Linked DNA regions of Mus musculus: region 2 is linked to region 1. Evidence: chromatin contacts called from public promoter capture Hi-C data. All regions are on one chromosome and are shown on one strand. Each heading gives the region's core, a stretch centred on a gene start, on an enhancer-like site or on the middle of the called end of the contact. The rest is flanking DNA. Distances are from core to core; before and after follow the strand shown. Region 1 holds the start of Snrpe (small nuclear ribonucleoprotein E). Region 2 holds the start of Igfn1 (immunoglobulin-like and fibronectin type III domain containing 1).

Region 1 (3,291 bases), core at 769-3,268:
TAAACACACACAGGCAAAACACTCAGACAAATAAATCTAAAATAACAACAAAAACTTATTGCCATGGTAGCTGTGTGGTAGAGCAGGTACTTTGATCCCCAACACCATCACGATAGAAGCCTAACAAACCATAAGTCTCACCCCCACCAGCTCTATTCTGGCATGATCTAATCCAGAATGCAAGTCCTTTATCACTCCCCGCCCCCCTCTCATTTTGTTTTTGTTCCCTCTCCTCACAAACGAAGCTCTTCTTAAAAGTCTTAACTCTCCCTTCCTTTTTTTTTTTTTTTTTGGTTTTTCAAGACAGGGTTTCTCTGTGTAGCTCTGGCTGTCCTGGAACTCACTCTGTAGACCAGCCTGGCCTCAAACTCAGAAATCCGCCTGCCTCTGCCTCCCGAGTGCTGGGACTAAAGGCGTGCGCCACCACCGCCTAACCTCTCCCTTCCCTTCCTCTTAAGAGAAGTATTATCTAACCCTATTAACCAGAGCAAGGAGAAAAGGCTAAATAAATAACTCCAGCTCTGAAGAGCTTTCTTTGGGTTGGGTCCTTGACGCCTTGTATATTGTTCTTACTGGCCATCTTCTGAGATGTCTTTTTTAATAACAACTTGAGGAAAAATAGCCTGGGTACTCACAATAATACAACCTTCTATCCGCATATTCACTTGTTCATACAGCCACACCTGAATTCGAGATCTCTGAAATAAAAATAATGACTTTAGAAATGTAAACAAATCCCACTCCATTACTTTGTTTCCACAATAAACGACTTATCTTAAAAATTCCAATAAATATAAGCCAAAAACTAGAACTAGTTAGTCTTCATCTAAGAGCTAGCAACACTGGTTAACCTGCTGAGAAACATTTAATAAGTGCTCGGGCAGGCCTGTCCAAACTAATTTTCCTACTCTGAAAATTTATTTTTGCTTCTGGCATGAATACACTTACAGTTAGAACTGTTCACAGGATAGTACAAAGCGAATCTGGCGATTAAAAATTACAATGGCTTAAAACGATTTTTCATCTGTGTTGTAACACTCTAAAATAAACATCGCTAAAATCTCCTCAAAGAAGAGCATTTGCCACTCGCTTCTCTGTATATAACGCCCCCACTCCCCCAAACCCCGCTTTGGTGTCTTTTCTCCATTCTAAGTCCAACTATGGAAAAAGCACTATGCAACTGTCACTGCTAAATCCGATGACAAATCGTTCTTACAGAGTAATTTTAATAGTAAATATAATTACATTGTTCTTACAGAATAATGGTAACTGTGTGCATCCTTAAGTCAGCACGGACATATTAATAATTAGCGCTTTCCCTGTGACCTTATCCTCAACTCTGGTTCTCCCCCCCCCCCAATTTTTTAGTCTAAGCACTAGAAACAGAGAATTTGTTACAAAGAGTCAAACAGGCCCAACTTTCATTTCAGTAACAGTAAGGAAACAACTTACGTACATTTTGCAAGTATCTGAAGATAAGGTTCTGCAGCACGGCGATCAAGGAAAAGAACTACACAAACAGCGGAGCCTCCGCTCCCAACCGCGCCGGACTCTCCAGCGCCCCAAGGTCCGGCCGGGCTACATCCGCAAGCACAAACGACCGCCGGGAGCATGCGCTCCCTCCCCACCGCCCTCGTTTCTCCAACCTTCCCGATGGCCCACATCCTCCTCTCCTCCTCGGTATCCCCCGCTTTCATCGCGGATCGCCAGCCTGGCCGGGTCCACCCGGAGCCCGCCTTCCGCCTCCCGCCTCCCGCCGCCCTTCAACTCCGCGCGCTTTCCTGCCTCCCCGTTCGCCCCAGGGCCTCACGGGAAGCGGCCCGCAGCGGGCTGCCCGGCTCCCCGCCCACGCTCACGGCGCCTACGGCCCCCAAAGCCCCGAGTTCACGCAGCGTAGGATACGATGGGCTGCACCATCACCTTCTGCACCTTTTGGCCCTGGCCGCGGTACGCCATGGTGGAAGTCACAAAGACCACACGAGTAGGAAGGCCGCCTCGGAAAGCGACTTCCGGAAGCAAGACCCGGAAACGGAAGTGCAGTGGTCGTCGGCGACGCGGGCCGGTCCTGGGGAACGCCTCTCTAGGCCAGGAGCCGCTTTTTCTCTATGCTGATAGACTCCGCCGGCGGCCTTCCGACTCAACCGCTCTTTGAAGTCGAGGTCGGTCCTACAGCGCCACCTGGAGGTAGGCTGAGAGGCTTGCCTCTGCCTAGGTGCTCTTCTGAGAGCTGCTCTGGAATTTAGAGGCGGCATCTTGTCCAGAACCATCTGCAGACTCCCCTTATTTGTTTTGGGCCCCAGAGCTAGTCTAGATGGTCATGCCCGAAGCAGTGGTGGAGTTGTGGCTTGTTCAATAACAGATTCAACCCTCATCACCTTTATGCAGAGTTAACTGTTGCAGTGGCAACTGAAGATGGCAATCTAACTAGCTTGGAGGTATTGAAATCGGCTTGTTGGACTCAGATCTCTCTCAGTTGTGTGACCGGTGATAATTAAGTCATTAGGCCTCAGCATCTCCGTCCCGCAAGGGGACAGGAGGTGAAGATTCAGGGAGGTAGTAGTGCACAGGTGCTCCTAGAACACATCTGTAATCTCAGCTTGTGGAAGGCGCAAGGTGAGTATGACCTTAAGCTAAGTAGTACGTTCCAGATCTAAGCTACATGAGGCCTTGTTTCAAAACAAAACAACCTACATGGTATACAACCTGATAAACTTAAGGTAAGTTAGAAATGTAAGTTAAAAAAAAATGCATTTAATGCAGATACCTTGGGCCCAGGGGAGATGATTCGGTAGGTGGGACATGAGGTCTGTCAACCAGCACCTACACAAAATTACATGCCTGTAATTCCAGAGACAGGAAGGAGGGTGCCTGGGCTGGATGGCCAACTAGTCTAACTTAATCGCCAAGTCCTAGGTTCAATGAGAGACCCTGTCTCAGAAGGTAGGGTGAAGAGTGACTCAGAAGGACACTTGATGACATCCTTTGGCCTCCACATGCACACAGAAAATTGTTGAAAATGTATATGCCTAGTCTACTCAATGCCATCGCTTAGCAACACAACATAGCAGCCTTTCTTGAAGCTGCAGCTGCCCCCCACCTCACCAGAAAGTACCTAGAGCTGCTTACCAGGGAAATGATCAAAATTTAAAATGCAAAGTCTGATTTTTTTTTTTTTACAGAATTCATATTGCTTTCACACCATCTTTAGGATGAAGAATTGTAAGTCAGGAGCTATCTGGATGTGTGTGTGTGTGTGTGTGTGTGTGTGTGTGTGTGTGTGTGTGTTAAAGC
Region 2 (3,371 bases), core at 387-2,886, 2.4 Mb after region 1:
CTTCCCTACTATTCCTGCCATCTTTACTCCTCTCTAGTTGTAGGCCCGTGTAAGCGCAGTGAACAACAACCATGCCACTGCGGGATGCTAGTGCTATCTTCTCTTGAGAGTTCCTCTGACAAACCAACTAGCTGATTACTTTAAAATTCTGCCCTAGTCAAGTTCTCAGGACATGGGCAGATATAGACAGGTTCTTTGCCACATAAATGGCCTGTGGTCCAGTTCCCAACATTTCCTCTTTTCCTTTGAAACCTCATGAACACCCCTCCAACCTCCCACCCCCCACGCCCCCACACACATACACACACACACTGAATACCTCTTCCAACATCCTGGCCTTCCAAACTCCCATCAGAATGACCTACTAAGCTCAGCTTGTGCTTTAATGCTTTTCCAGCTCCAAGTTCCATTCCCCACCCCCTGCCCCCCACATTCTTCCCAGAAACCAGTTCTAACACGGTCAGATTTGTCCCAGCCACAACCTCACTCTGGTTACTAGTTATTTTTCCGGTTGCTGTAGCAGAATATCTGGTAGGAGCAATGTAAGGAAGGAAGGAAGGAAGGAAGGAAGGGTCACCTTGGCTCACAGGACACATCCATCATGCAGGGGGCACAGCATCAGGCATGACATAAGTAATCACATAGTATCTTCAGCCAAGAAGCAGAAAGAGATGAAGAGCCAACATCCAGCTCTCTTTCTCCTGGACCCCGGGCCACAGGACAGTGATACCCACAGTTATCCTGGGTCTTCCCATCTCAATTGGTTTAGAAAATCCCTCACAGACATGTTGAAGGTTTGTTTCCTGTGGTTCTAGATCTCTTTAAGTTAATAATCAGTACTAATCAGATATTTAGATATTTAATGTTTTGGAGTATTAGAAATCTAGTCCACCAGGTCCTGGTCTTGACCCTAATAGACCCAAAAAGGATCTAGAATCTCAGTGGTAGGTGCTATGAATGTCTAAGACGTGGAGAAATACAGACACCATCAGAGGTCATAGAAAGAGATGTATGATCTTGGACATGGGACTTATATCTTGAGCCCAGTGACCTGGCTGCTCATATCACACTGTCCCCTTACCAGGAAAGGCCTCTGAGTACCCAGTGATTGTATTGATATGGGAGAAAAATCACATTAGGATTCCTCTGTGTAACTAGCAATTGAGACTAGCGAACTCTCCTCACAGTCCCTTGATATTTAGAGTAGGGCCTTCCAAATTCCAGGCTCTATTTATTTATTTTTCTATTTATTTTTAAAAAGAATTTCACTCTTATTATTAATTATAGATATAGTAAGGCACATGTGTACATGAGTGCAGGTGTCCATGGAGACCAAAGTGCTGGACCTCCTAGAACTGGATTACAGATGGTTGTGAGCAACTTGTTATGGATGCTAGAAATCAAATGTGAATCCTCTTAAAGAGCACTTTTAGCTGTTGAGCCATCTCTCCAGCACCTAGGTTTTATTTTTTGCAATGATAGGAATCAAACCTAGGGCCTCATTCATACAGACTAAAGCCCTGTAACTTCTTAAAGGTATGCAAAAATAAGCCAATAAATACCTTTTAACAAAGAAAAATAAAGGTATGCACTAAGCACATAATGTTTAACAGACCTTGTGTTCGCATCTCATTCATGCTGGGACATTTAGTAGAGGGCTGGCTGGGCTGAACAAGACACTAACATACATGTGTCCTCATGCCATGTCCCTCTGGGACTGGTTTTCCTGTGTCAGGTAACTGTAGGAACCTGCCCCCTCCTCCATATTCCTTCTTGCTCGTCCCTCTCAAAGATGGCAGGCTGCTGCTCTTCCCCAGGCTGAGCCAGCTGCAGTTGGCTATGATTAATGGCATCTATTAACAGCAAGTTGTAAACAGATCAGGTACACAGTGCCCATGAAGATCTCACCTCCCTAAACCCCTTGCCACCCCATGACTACTCTTTAACTTTCCAGGCTCCTGCTTCTCCCAGCCTGAGAAACATGGCCTAGGGAACGCTTTACTAAGGGACTCAAAATGTTTTGGAAGTAGGAAGCAAACCTATGGGGCAAAGTCCAGAATCCTAAAATTGGGCCAGGATGAAGGCCCAGGTCAGGGAAGCCGATTTGCAACAGCCTCAAAGAACTATCAAGGCTGCCTCTAGGCTGCCTGGACTTGGGCAAATTACCTCCCCATCTCTGGGCCTCAGTTTCCCTATTGAGTGAGCAATTGGCTCGAATATTTTCCAAACTCCTGCTAGAATCATTAGAGCCGCAGAGATCCTTATGGACATCGCTAATTAGTCCCTGCAAATAAGCAGGCTCACTCCACTTCCCCAACCAGCTACCAGTGTCTGTCCAAGCAATAGTTCGGTTTCCTTCTGGTTAATTATAACCAATTTAAGAACCAAACCACAATTTCTTAGGGGGAACATCCAGAGGAGGATGGGAGACCCTCAGTCCAGAAGAACCCATAACTTTCTGAAGATTCTCTCCTTTAACCCACAGAATAAGGACATGCCTAGGAGGTCAGCTTAACCCATTTGAACAGATGAGAAAAACGGGCCCACAGAGACACCTTGATGGCGGGTGAGTGGCAGCTGGAGAGATTAGGATTAGCGAGTCTGGGTCAGCCTCTGGTCTCTCAATGCTCCCCAGAACGCGAACTGAAAGCCTTTAAAGCCCGGAAACCCAGCCAACTATGAATGCAATCTGAGGTAGGTAATCTCTGCGTGTGAAGTGATTATGTGTAAAAACAGTGGATTAGTGTGTCCGTGCAGCTATGTCTCCTGGGATCAGCGGGACCTAGCCTCTTACCCCGCCTTGGGACACAGAGCGGTGACCTCCCTAATGCAATGCAAGACCACCAGCACTCGCGCGTGGAGCTCAGTAACCCCGTACATTCTGCTGTACGTCTTCACCCGGTTTTCCGCAGCGACCTAAGCCTTTTGCATTCTGGGCAGGAACGCTGTGGGTTGAGATCCTGACCTGGGGGCTCGCGCACCCCCACAGCAGGAAAGCACAGAGGCTCTGCAGCAGGATCCTCCCTTCTCAGAAATCCTTCCAAGCTCTGGGGAAAGCTGAAGCCAGTGGGCAGCCCGCTACACCGCAGACGGTCCGGGAGATGTGTCACATTTTTCTCCGGGTTAATTACCTCGGGCTGGGAATCCGAGCCGTATCTGTCTCGGGCACAACAAGCCTTGTCGCCTGGTGGGAGAATCTTAATCTTTCTAAGGTGACAGCTGCTGGCCTGGGACAGAAATGTCCTTATTCTGGGGGCGCCACCTGTTGCACTAAACTGCAAAAAAGCCCAGGAGTCTAGATTGAGGTGGAGCCTTTCGGAACAGGGTGACCAGGATTGGACAGATGGAATGTCAGATTACCCGTAGGCGGG

What was found. Promoter capture Hi-C pulls out the DNA fragments that hold promoters and counts their contacts.
Region 2: a promoter capture Hi-C map of liver shows a contact between it and region 1, with 2.1 times the contacts expected there. The contact joins the promoter of Igfn1 here to the promoter of Snrpe in region 1. A contact is called at or near these places in 2 of 39 promoter capture datasets (erythroid cells and liver).

The regions. Positions count from the first base shown.
Region 1 is chr1:133,608,262-133,611,552 of GRCm38.p6, forward strand. It overlaps Snrpe (small nuclear ribonucleoprotein E), which reads right to left and starts at 2,019. Exons shown (of 5, transcript NM_009227.3): 1 at 1,903-2,019; 2 at 1,457-1,483; 3 at 636-698. The coding sequence starts at 1,956.
Region 2 is chr1:136,004,706-136,008,076 of GRCm38.p6, forward strand. Igfn1 (immunoglobulin-like and fibronectin type III domain containing 1) reads right to left here and starts at 1,637. Exons shown (of 27, transcript NM_177642.3): 1 at 1,616-1,637. The coding sequence starts at 1,637.